2 separate regions of the Gasterosteus aculeatus genome follow, and region 2 is linked to region 1. Evidence: chromatin contacts called from public Hi-C data. All regions are on one chromosome and are shown on one strand. Each heading gives the region's core, a stretch centred on a gene start, on an enhancer-like site or on the middle of the called end of the contact. The rest is flanking DNA. Distances are from core to core; before and after follow the strand shown.

Region 1 (6,467 bases), core at 1,949-4,448:
TGGAGGTGAGTTTGAAAAACAGGGGGGAAGACTGAGAGCAAAATACCTGAGAGAATATGAGCTGTTCAGTCGTATCCAGACCAGGCCCCAGCTGTCAGACTGAGTCTGATGGTTTGGTGATCACACAGAGCAGAGGTGAACCATAATCTAATACACAGCCAGAGTCGCCCGGGGGACCGACACAGAGGAGCGTTTGCTCTTTCTCTGGTTAGCTCTCTTTCCAAAAATCATTCACCTTAATCTTTCTGTTTTTAACACAAATGTTGGCCGAAAGGACGAGGAGTTGAATCCAAACCGGCCGAGATGAATATTTAAAGCCTCGAGGAGAGGCTCCTCCATTAGAGTCCTCCATTTTCTTCCCTTGAACACCTCAACCATCTCAGCCAATCAAAGACACGCCTCTGAAATATTAAAGGACCACTCCGGAGACAGAGACGGTTTGGTTGTGGATGTGAAGAGTGTTCCAGATCTATTTCAGGACCACAGAAAGCTCTGCCCTGTAAAGCTGCCAGCGGCCCGTTTGGTTTCAGCCCCACTGACAGCGACACTGCTCGGCCCGGGAGAACCAGCCCGTCCAACTGAGGTTCTCAGTTAGACGAAAACCGGTGTTCTCTTTTCTGTTCTTCCATGTGTGTTGGCTCTTTGTATTCTTTTGACGGATAAATCTGGAGTCGGTCCGTGTTTTTGTTGTTGTTCTCAACTGTGATCACTCTTCGGCTTCCCTTCCATGTCTGCGGCTCTCAGTCCCGCTGATTCCAAAATAAATCGTAAAAAAACTGCTCACTGTATACACACGAGACTGCTTTGGTTTGTTTAACAAAATCACTTGAAAGCAAATGCTAAACGATGTGGTAAAACAATTGAGCCCTAAACGTTTTACCAAAATGAAGCTAAAAAGGAGTAAAATGTTACACTTCTGGAGACTATTTACAGATTTGGAGTTGCTGGACAGTTGGACAGTTTGGATTGACTCCAATTACACTACAGTGCACATGATTGTTGTAATGAAAAACATTTTTGACCATACATTCATATGTGTCGTTTTGAGATAAAAATAGAAATTGATATGGGACATACAAAAAGGCTTTGAATACACACATAGAACTGACTCTTGTGACCTCAATCATTGTTGGTTTCAGTAATTTCATTCTATTTGTCGACTATAAAGAAATATAGATTAACCTACTAATCTATTAACATCCACGTCATAATGAGGTTAAATAAACGGTCAATGGTGTTGAGTTTAACTCCAGATAATTAACATTAGAATAGATTAAAAATAACCATGCTATTTAATAACTTTGAGGGTTTTGAGGGAAACACAATATGTGCTTGTAGTTTATATCCACTAGTGGGATCCAAACTACAAAAGAAGCTCAATTCAGACGGGAAGACTGTTCTTGGCCGTAGCTAATTTCTCATACATTTACTAATCCCTAGTTCAGCGCCTCTTTTCTATCCAATAATCACAAGGAATAGATTCCATTGTTAGCCTTTGATCCTGCTGCTATCTCTTTTAAAAATGAGCATCTCTCTACCTTAAGTACGTCAATGCTGTACATTGAAATGTGCTTGTGATTGCAGGTGTCTTCTCACCACATCCACCAGCTGGGAGATCTTCAGTCCAAAGCGCACCCGGACGGTGTCGTTGGCGTGCTGGATGGGCCTGACCCAGCGCTGGTACCCTTGGAAAAGGTTCCTCATGAGGGCGTCCTCCATCTCCGCCAAGGACACAAACTCACTCGGAGCTGGAATGCAGAGGAGGTTGTGAAGTAAAAAACATTAGATAACAAATGCTTTGTGTTGGTTGGGGAATAAAGTAGGATTAATTGGAGTAAAGCTTTCTTGCAGACAAAATAAATAGACAGAAATCCAAAATCTTTACTTGTACCATCATTTAGGTGGAGAATGTTAGAAAATAACAACTATCTCCTAATCACTGTTGTTGAGTATATTTTTCATGTGTTTTTTTAAACTAGTTAGATATTGTCTTTAAAATAGGCCAAAGGTCTAAGAGTTTTCTTTGATTCCTTTACATTAAAATAGTGAGAATTTCTTTGTCCTCATTCCTCGCCTCCTCATACTTAAAACGTATGTTTCAGCACCATGGACACAACACTGCTTGGAATGAGATGGATTTATTGTCAAGATTGTAGTTTAGCTTTGTCTTCCCACTTCAAATTCAGCTAATCTTCCCCCAAAAAAGGCCATTTGCAGAGATCTATAAAAGCATTCAGAACTTTCTGTGCGTTACATCTCACTACAAGGGAGAATTGGATAATGCAACCCTTTGTGGTGTCACACATTGAGGGGCGGGGGTCAGATATGTTGGGCCGTCAGCAGTCAGCCTGAGGTGATATAATGTCTTAAGGGCCGGAGACAGTAATGTTGACGAGAGACAAGCAGATATGACGTCAGACCCCAGGGATGTCCAGTGCGAGAGCTGATGTTTGTGGTGAGGGGGAGTGGGGGGTTCTCTTCTGGCTTCACATGTCTTCACATGTCTGTCTTTGTCTGACCGGATCAATGTGTGAATAAAGTGACAAAGCAAATCTAACACCAAAGGGCATTTTAGTTCTCCCGTATCAGCTGTGTCTGAGCTGTCAAGGACTCGCTGAGAGGTGCTGAGAGATGGACACTGACATCGGACACCTGTGTTCCCGTCTTTCTGCAGCGCTGCATTCGCTCTTGAAGCAGCTTAAAATCAGTGGAAATGATTTTGATAACATTTGATCTTTTTTAGTAAATAAAGTAACATGAATTGAGCAGGTTGCACTTTTTGTTTTGCGTACATGGTCTCTCCAAAGCTAAACGATCTCTGCCCCCCCCTTCCCCCTCCTTCCCCTACAATAAATGTATAATTTAGAAAACACATCGGAGTATCCTTACCGTGGATCTCGGCGAGGGACAGCGGGCATACGAGGAGGAGGAAGAGGACGGTCCACTTCATGATGCTGTCCTCCAGTTCCGACCGAGCGCTCGCGCAGCCTCCTGCTACCACCGGTCCAGCTGGAGAGGAGGACCACGGCGCACGCAGCGAGCTGGCGAAGGCACCGAGGTGTCCATCAGACGGGGTCCGCACCGTGCGCAAAACCAGCCGTCCCGCTGCTACACTTGCACACGGAGCGGGGGACGCCTGTCGGGGTGCATGTGGCCGGTGTAGGTGTGCTGTGATGGAGAGCGGCGGTCGGAGGAGGAGGAGGAGATGGGGGGGGGGGGGGGGGGGGAGGGGGGGGGGTAGACGGGAGGGGGAGGGATGCCCGGGTGAGGCTGTTTTCCTGTTTCATTTAGCAGACGCTTTTATCCAAAGCGACTTACATTACACTTTAAACCCATGGCTTTTTCACATTTTGCCCGGGGAGCAATTAGGGGTTAAGTGTCTTGCTCAGGGACACTTCAACATGGAACATGTGGCAGCCTGGAATCGAACCACCAGAATCAGAAACGTAACGCACGTCTCTATCTTGTTTCTCTGTGTTGTTGCTATTTCTATACTGTGTGAATACATATTATGATTTTCCTGATCAGGACTATGAAAAGGGAGACGGGAAAGTCTGCAGGTTATTTAAGAGTAGATTTCGCTTGACCCTCGGACGAACTCTCCCATTAATGACTTACATGTTTTCCTATGAGTACATCATTGGGATGTGTCGTCATTGCTGTTGTGTTGCCAAAGGCTGGATGTCACAGACTTGGTAAAAAAAACTACCTTATTCAGTATAATAAGGGCTGTAATTCCACCAGTAACAGCCCATAATTAAACTTGCATGCGTAGTGCGATCAGCTGCGTGTCTCAGTGCCTCTGCTCCTCCACTGGAGAGCGCTGATAGGGACACGCTGTAAAACAGGCCATGGCAGGAGAGGCCTTGTCTAAAAATTCCCTCTTGCTTACATTATTTGGGAGATTAGACCTACTAAAATCACAAGTACTCAGATGCTTCAGTACAACGTAGTCAAAGTCGGAACTGGCTGCAGGAAAAAGTCAGTTAACCATAAATGATGCTCTAATTTAAAAGCGCATCGCTCAAAACTTTAGCCTAACCTGGATATCAAGCACTATTCACCTTTTACGTGCCCACTGAGAAGAAACACACACACTTATATGTTAAGGTTGTGCGCCCATGTTGTGTCCCATCAGCGAACGAACACACTCTCAAATCCAGATGTCTCCACTCGGTCAGCCATGAGGGGAATGTTGTATCTCCTGGTCTGTTTGCATACATTACACCAATAGACGCAGCATGTGAGAGTGCAGCTGAGGGAGACTCAAAGAAGGGAGTGTGGCTACAGTGTTTGTGTGCTGGTGTCGTCAGTGCGGCAGGTTGAGCAACTAAATGCTGCATCACAGTTATGTAACACTTTTGATCCAGTTTCTTTCATTCCTATCGTTCTCGTCTTTTTCCCCCTTTAAACACACATGATGAAGCAAAACTGTAGCTAAAACTCAACTATGTCTGATTCACACGCAAAGAAGAGAAAAAAAAGGAAAAACACAGACAGCATCGCAAACCCGTTCAACAATCAATAATAGTGGGGACATTTTTCCAGGTCCAAGTTCATGTCCTAAAAGGTGTGCATGTCAAATGGACATGCCAAAAACTAGAACCTGACATATGACATAAGGCAAGGCAAGGCAAGGCAATTTTATTTGTATAGCACTTTTCATACCCAAGGCAGACTCAAAGTGCTTCACATTATAACATTTCATTCAATAAAGTTAAATAAAATGCAGGAATTAAAAGACAATTAAAAACAGCAAATAAAATTATAAATTAAAATCTTTTAATCTTTTAACATAAACCCTGATTAAAGTAGCAATATAGTTCAGTTTCTTGTTGAGATGCTTTGAGAATCCACCTCTGAAAGTGATGACTCCCACCAACACAAATGAGTTTGTGCTGCTTGAAGGTGGTGAAGAACTTAATTTGAAAGAAGAAACGTCCTGGTTCCTGTGGAAGTACAGACTTCATAGAGAATAGTTTTCTCTCGCATTCCAGTAAAAACTGCTCAGGTTTTTCTGTGAATTATAAGTAACTAGGCTACAATTTCTGGAAAGAGTTCTCAAATACAGAAACCTGTGCAGCTGACATCTTAAAAGCTGAAAAATAAAAGATGCATGTTTAAATTTGGGGATTTGGTTGATGCAGGACACATAATACAGACGCACAGACTAACGCACGCTAACACACACATTATGCATGCATTTTGAAGTTAATCGGGCATGAAGCACACTTTTGTATGTCATTATTCGCTCTCTGAATGTGACACACTCTCTCTCTCTCTCTCTCTCCTGCTCTGTGAAGTGAAGTGACGGGGATAACGGGAGGCTGATTATCACAACGAAATTATCCTGATTTTCTGCTCCACTTGGAGCTGTGGGGCGGGCAGCTGCTGCCTCTCGGATCGTCCCTTCCGCCTCTAATCATTCGGAAACATAAATTCTCGCGGGCTGGAAACCTGCCGGTCCCTTCCCAGACGACCGAGTGTGTGTGTGTGCGTGTGTGTGTGTGTGTGTGAGAGAGAGAGAGAGAGAGAGAGAGAGAGAGAGAGAAAGACTGGGAAAGGGCAATATATATTTTCTGCAAATATGGGTGTTTGCGTGTGTTTGCCAGACGTTCAAGCTTGTTTGTGTGTTGTTTTTGTTTTCTCAGCTGGTTGATGAACTCATAATTGCACTTTGCATAATTTACTCGACGCAGAACATTTTTATAAATGAGAGGAAACACAGTCACGTCTCTTGTGGTTTCAATCAATCTTGATCTGTTTGTTATTTTCAGGATTAAAAATGGTGATGAAAGCAGGACAGGCATTCTACAAGGGGAATCTAATCTCTCTCAAGCTTCAAAGAACTAAAATCAGTGGTCTCCCACATGCTGATACTGTAAGCTCACTAAAGCAGCAGCACTTCAACCGTAAACCTCGATAACCTTGAAAGCTTTGGTTGAACGCTCAGTCAGAGTCAAAGCGTCTTTTAGAGGAAACTATTTCAAAACTAGAAAAAGCATTTCCTGCTGAAAATGCGTTGGAATGCAAAAAGCTGAAAGCTGCACTGAATATTTAAAAATAGCTGAAAATACAGAAAGTTGAAGGGAATTTGAATACATTTGGTGAAAAGATTAGAAAAGCTGAAATGAATTTGAAATTGCTGAAAATACAGAAATGGGAGAAGCTGAAAGGAATTTCAATAGATTTGCTGAAAAAGCAGAAATGAAAACAGCTGAAATAAATGTGAAATATTGCAAAACAGAAGTTGCAGGAGCTTAAATGAATTTTAAAAAGTACAGAAATAACAAAAGCTGAGATGAATAAAAAGAGGTTTAAAATTGTTTGTAGTAATGTTAGTTGTAATTTGGGTATTAGTACTAGCAGTAGAAGTCGGTTTAGTATCAATAGCAGTAGAAACAGCTGGAATACTGATACTATTAGCCATAGTAGTATTTTTAATAACATTAGTAGTAGTTGTATTA
Region 2 (6,467 bases), core at 1,560-4,059, 58 kb after region 1:
TACGGGAATATCAGTCACGTTTGGTGCAACATAGGCGTGTTTGCACTTCTACGTATGTAGAATTTGTGGATATATAGTTCTATATTTGTATTTTAAAAATCAGTATCTTTTTTTTATGTAGACTTTTGGAGCTGTTTTTCTGGATATACCAAATAAGTGTTGTGGTATGAAAGAATCAGAGTAGGATAAAATGACTACTCTGTACTTTTTAAGTTATGGGCTTAGTTCATATATTGATCAAGTTCAACAGTTTTTCAACAAGCCTCAAAAGATGTATGAATCGTTTTGTTCGAACTCGGGTAGGGGTATCTACTAATGCCCTTTGAAACTATGAAAAATGATATGTGGCAAAACAGCAGGGAAATAACCGTTACCTTTCATAATCCTTTTTCAGTAAAAATAGGTAGGTTAAAACACTAAAAAGATTACCCACCCAGCGAGTGCATCTTAGTTAAAGTACAAATCAATAGCATTTCTCTGCAGTTTTTCTCAGATATTTAAGCCAACTGACAACAATGAAAGTATTTATTCTTTGATAAATGACGTCATGAACTTTTCTGCTGAACAGCAGCTGTCTGGAGAGGGAATCCTCACGCAGGGTTAGAGGGCGACCTCGGGGGTCCCGCCTGGACAGCAGTTATGCTTTGAAGCCGGCCTGTCTTCACCGACTGAACGTGTCAAACAGAAAGCCTCCTGACGCCCGACACTCCCAATGAGCCACTAGTAGAGCGCTATTCCCACTCAGCCTGTCCACACACACCTCTTCTGGGTGACTCTCTCCGCCCCTTTTCTCTCTCTCTCTCTCTCTCTGTCTCTCTCTCTCCTTCGACAGTGCTTGTGTCAGCTGACAGCTCTGAACATGACGACATTGACAGATGCCGTCCACTATGCACAGGGAGGGAATTCCCTGTGAAATAAATAATACCCGCACACTTCACCTGGAGAGATGGACGGGGAACAACCTGCCCAGGGGATTCGTCCACATCTCACCCCCTTATCCCCCTAGGACCTGGTGCGTGCATGCACGTGCAAGTGTGAATATAAGTGAAGCAGGCAGAGCTTGGTGCCGTCGCTTTCTTTTTATACACAAGCAGGATGGAGAATCTATGTACCCTTCAGCTTGGGGGAGTCTGCGCAACACACACACACACACACACACACACACACACACACTTAAAAATGTGTGGGAAGCCATGTAGAGCAGTAGAGACAGCTGAGGTCTAAAAGCCTTTCAGAAACTAGATATAAGGTGAAGACTAAACCTATTTTGAAATTGCAGAAAGGTGCCTAAATAGGGTTTCACCATTTGTAAAACATTTACTTATTTTTTGGTCAAAGCAGCTTGACTTTGCCCCAATAGAAGATTTAGAAGATGGGACATTTTGACACATATAGCCAAAAGTAATATGCCATAAACCAGCAAAGCAAAGGTACATGCTGCAAATAGAACAGAATAACTTTTTTTCCTTCCATTTCTTCGACCTGCAACTGACTGATTTCTGAAATCACAGTCGGGATGTGAAATGAAGAGCCGGTGAAGCTTGATTTCTGCGTTTTGCAAAGCATTCTTAATGTGAGCTTTGTTAAAGTTGGAACACAAGACACGTAAAAAGGGTTTAAACTTGTTAACTTGTGTACCCATACAAACCTGGTTATAACATTGAAGATAGGTGTGGGGTGGTGAGAAAAAAACAAGAGAAGACAAATACAATTTGAGTAAAAGTAATTGGGCCGACAGTTTCAGGCAGAAATTCACCATCACTTCAACGTCCCGATTCCGCAGCGTAAACGGGGTGAATGTGGGTGGGTGGTGACCACGGCAGGGGAAGGGAGAGCGAGGAAATCAGATGCAGAAGCAAACACACGGGAGGAAAGGGCAAACAGGGGAGAACAAACAGCACGAGAAGGGCAGAAAGAAGTGGAGCAAAGACTGAAGGAACGGACCGAACCGAAGTCATAGGGTGGAAATAAAGGGAAAAAGGCAATGGGAGAAAAGACAGAGGTGCACAAGGGAAAAGAGGACAGACGGAAGCGACCAGAGAGAAAGACAAGGCTGGCGGAACATGAGTCATCCAGCCTCAGCCGAGAGGTTTCTCATTGAATTAAGCATGAACTCAGAAATATCAAATACACTGAATAACCGTCAAACGCATGCATCAAGTGAGAAGACACCTGACACCTGCAAAACAGGATTGAAGAAGCCATCGCCAAATTTGTGCCAAGATAAGAGTGAAAAAATGTTTTTAAGTGTTTTCTTTAAACTGTTTGTCCTTACGTATTACCACTGATGTGTTTGTTCAACCCGCCCCTCCAACCTGCATCTCATCTCAAGTTGTTATGTCATTTTTTTTTTGACAGAATAAGAAATCAGTGAAGTGATTAAAATATATATAGGCTGAGCTTTTTAGAGCCTTTACTATCCTCTGTGTGCATTTTGTTCCTGTGGTATCTCTGAAAAAAGCAATTCAATATTTGAAATAAGCTCTTTCTTCTAGAAGCACGAAACGTCAAACTTTGAAATCGTGTTAAAAGTCCTCTGGTGAAGTACCAGGGCCTTTGTGCTGTCTGCTCCTCCAGCAGCTCCATGCAGATGGATCCCAGAAATGTGGCCCAAATTTACCCGGTAGAGCCTGGAGTGGATGTCTGCCTTTTGCTGTAAATGCTATATTAGTACTTGCAGTAACAGAAGGTACAGGACTACAGGCACGTGCTGCTAGACGAGACAGGAAAGGAAACACACATTTACACCGTCTTTATTATAGTTCCACTACCTACAACAACCCGGGCAGATGCGGAGTGATGGTGGTCCAGAACAGGGATTCCCAAAGGGGTTTCCCACCGCTGGGGGTGCGCGAGAGCAAACTTGTAATGGTGGTCTGAAGGAGTAATAATTCATATTAAATGTAATTTGTAAAAAAAAAAAAAATCAATAGGTATTTTACACAAAACACCGACGGGAATTATAAAACTACCCTTTGCAAGATTACAATTTAAAAATATAAATACACTTCAGCTCCTCCTATAACGAGAGCCTATTTTGTGCAGCTAACGTCAGCTAACAGGTCGGGTGGACATCTGAAGTGATGAGTCGCGAGAGAGGACACGGACAGACAGACGGAGGAATCCGAGGCGACAGAAACGGAGTTAATACTCGCGTCTTCTCCCTCTTACGCTTTCTGTGCGTGAAATCCTCAGATGGAATCCTCCCTTTTCATTGACACGTTTCTGAGACTCCGCGTGTGTCCTCGTCCTTCTTATTGCTCCTTTAAAGTGACGTAACTGGAGTTTATTGAAACTTTGTCCCGATTCAGAATTAATGGGATACAATGTTGCAGTTGCCCTTTTGTTCGGTCTGTGTTCACATTGCAACATTTAACAGCGGACTAAATGTGGCAAACAAACATCACGCGTGAGCAAACGGTTCTGTCATTGGTCCATTTTCAATACAGCTGTAAATGGACTTTCTTTTTAAGAGCAGTGGATTGGGGGCCATGAACCCGATTGGGATGTAGAAGGGGGTGCGTGGTCCAAACAGTTTGGGAACCACCGGTCTAGAGAACAACAGTACCGCCGCTTAGTGGCGGCTTGGAGTCACTGCAGGTCCAAAATAAATCTGAAATCCAGATCCAGCACAACCAACTTATTTCTTTAGCTCCCAACGTGCAGCTATAAAAAAAAATGTATACAAAAACACTACTTTTAAAAAGTTTGTATCAAGCATTTTATTTGGTATACAGATATTTGTAGATTTATACAGTATATATATATATATATAGATATATGTATATATGTAACACATGTGCCACCGCAAATTCACAGACAAACATTTTTACTAAGTAAAGGAAGAAAAAGAAAAATATATGTGCTTAAATTCAGAGTAGTGCCGTGAAGCGTCTGTAATGAAAGATGATCAGAACCGGAATGATGAGGTAACTGCCAGGCAGGAAAACAATCACTTATAATTGTTGAGTAATAATAATAATAATAATAATAATAATAATGACAGCAATAATAATAATCAGCTACTGAAACAAATGGATCAAATAGGCAACCGAGAAATATAGTGGCAGCATGGACCCTTAGTGTCAAACTAGAAAAAAAGTCTAACACACACTAACACAGTATGCATATAGACAAACATCAACAGTGCATAAACGTACAAACCGGAAGGATTGACAGTCACTCATGAGAGCAAAAATGCTTCCATGTCTTTTCCCTTGTCTGATGCACGACAGAACCTCAGGCATGCTCCAGGACATCCAGAACACACACACACACACACACACACACACACACACACGTGCCACAGCCACTACACGGCTGACGAATCAACGCTTGCACGGTAATAGTGCATGCACGTGTAACACACACAGACACACACAGATCCATGCCACACAACTAGCAGAATAGTGGTCATGGATGGTGAAATTCAAAAAAGAGATGTGGCAGCTTGCTTTCATATGAACAAATAACTGCTGAAGAGGGACTCTGATCAGATTCAAAAATAAGGAAGAAGGGATCAATATCGAAAGGATAACAAACAAGCGGAAAGTGCTGCACAAAAACAAAGTGGGGTGTGTGTGTGTGCGTGTAAGCTCGTACATGTGTATTAATATATCAGGAGCAGGTTATGCCGAACATGGAGGAGCAGCTGTCTCCCTCACATGGTCACTCCGAGTCTCTCTGGACCTCCGAGGCGTCGGCCCGACAAATGGGACACGTTCTGTTAGCCTGAGGACAGAGAGAGGGGACAAAAATGATCATGAAATCATCATAAATTTGCTTTCGGTTGATCACTCAACAAGCCCCTTCCTAAACCTGCACATTGGGATCTAACAAACGCACACATTTAATCTCTTTTTATATTAGTAATGTTTTTATAATTTCATTGTATAACAGCAATGACAATAAAAACCTTTCTCCCTTCCTTATCTTCCTAAACTGCCCACTACTATCCCCAATTATCTGTTTAGTATCGATTTGTAACCCAATTCACAGAAAGCTTTGGGAATATGACATAATGCCACTGAATCATAAGTCTGCGTTATGATTTACAAAAAGAACTTAGTGTTTATGAGTCCTTTTTTTGGTGAACCTGAGGTTTAGTGTTGTTGGACTCTTCTGTTCTGAATCCAGGAACATCTAGACACAACCCTGATGCTTGCAGAGGGAGATTCTCACTACACTTCTATAATTGAAAGATTGAGTCACATAATTAGCGTCAACTTGAAGTGAGAATGCGATTGTGTGATTGGCCTCAGATGAACTCCGGTGTTGATATATGTATTACATGTGCTTGGGTTGTAGTTACCCGTAGCCACTTGTCAACACACTTCCCGTGGAACTCGTGGCTGCAGGGAAGGACTCGCAGCAGCTGGCGGGACTCAAAATCACTCATGCACACCACACAGCTGCAACACAAATGGTAATGACATTTAAACAGTTTAGCTGTTTAACACTTTTTACATGACACACTGGGCATCGAGGAAAATCACATAAATGAAAAAATTCTGTAAACTCCATCAATAGTAAAAAACACAAAAATCCACATTTAGAGGAGCCAATGTAAATAATCATGACAAATATAGACGTGCAGCACTCACAGGGTTTGTTCAGACTGATGGTTATTTGGATTGAACCGATATGAAGGAAGCTGTTCGATGTCTCCCTTGGTTAGTCCCCGGAGTTTGGCCTCCCCCAGACGTTCAGCGAGGTTCAGGAGGGCCTTTGGGGGAAGGAAAGAAAAAAACAAGATCAGCAACAAATGAAGGAAAGAGCCTGCATGCACCGAACAGACACACCAAAGAATAAAAGAAGGCAGATAAAGAAGAACCTCATAATTTTCCACTTCTCCATCGTCTACATCCAGCTCTAGACTGATCGCAGGTCCTGTTGGCTGGACTGGCAGCATTGAACTAAAGAAGGAGGACGTAAGTTCAATTCATTAAAGAAGCAAATTAAGCAACTAAATTGAATAGTTATTGGCCCCAAAATAAAGTTTGCTGTTGGCTTTAGAACGTTCTACAACTTTTCCAAGGAGACGCGAGTCTTTGGAGATCTGTCTCAGATGTTATGGAGAAGATTGTGAAAGGTTTTGAAGCTTTGGCAAGTGATCGCTAAAGGTCCAAATGGCGATCCGTTGATGGATCTGGTATTTTTGGTTTGTACCTTTATTTTTGAGGTGTAACCTGTGTCAACTGAAAAGAAAACAATGGAATCTACTCACAGGAAGTAAGGCAGGAGGCTGGGGTGGTAAGGCGAAGGTGGCAGTGGCTGTTGTGATCGGTACCGTCGCCCCGGGAGACGCCGGGGGATGAAGTTGGGATAGGACTAGAGGGCGATTGACGACACATACGTGAGAAATCAGTCACATGGATTTTCCGCGGAGGAAGGAACGCCTTTCTATTATTGTTATTGCTCACCACTCCAAAGAATTCCTGTGGCAGGGGCTCATGGGAGAGGAAGTG

What was found. Hi-C and Micro-C count contacts between places; a contact is called where the count stands out from the background.
Region 2: a contact with region 1 is called in a Hi-C map of skeletal muscle, with 3 times the contacts expected there. The contact joins the enhancer-like site here to the promoter of LOC120816964 in region 1. A contact is called at or near these places in 2 of 6 Hi-C or Micro-C datasets (both in skeletal muscle).

What each region holds. Positions count from the first base shown.
Region 1 is chr4:9,133,851-9,140,317 of fGasAcu3.hap1.1, forward strand. It overlaps LOC120816964 (neuronal acetylcholine receptor subunit non-alpha-3), which reads right to left and starts at 3,199. Exons shown (of 6, transcript XM_040172663.2): 1 at 2,890-3,199; 2 at 1,597-1,748. The coding sequence starts at 2,950.
Region 2 is chr4:9,192,067-9,198,533 of fGasAcu3.hap1.1, forward strand. LOC120817869 (E3 ubiquitin-protein ligase RNF38-like) reads right to left here. Exons shown (of 13, transcript XM_040174500.2): 8 at 6,423-6,467; 9 at 6,227-6,330; 10 at 5,834-5,915; 11 at 5,604-5,725; 12 at 5,312-5,411; 13 at 3,708-4,731. The coding sequence ends at 4,669. Among protein-coding and RNA genes, the nearest start is that of LOC120818406, 7.6 kb to the left of the region's middle. Within about 2 kb of position 2,810, at least 3 of the 9 cell types and tissues checked have open chromatin away from gene starts, as enhancers often do.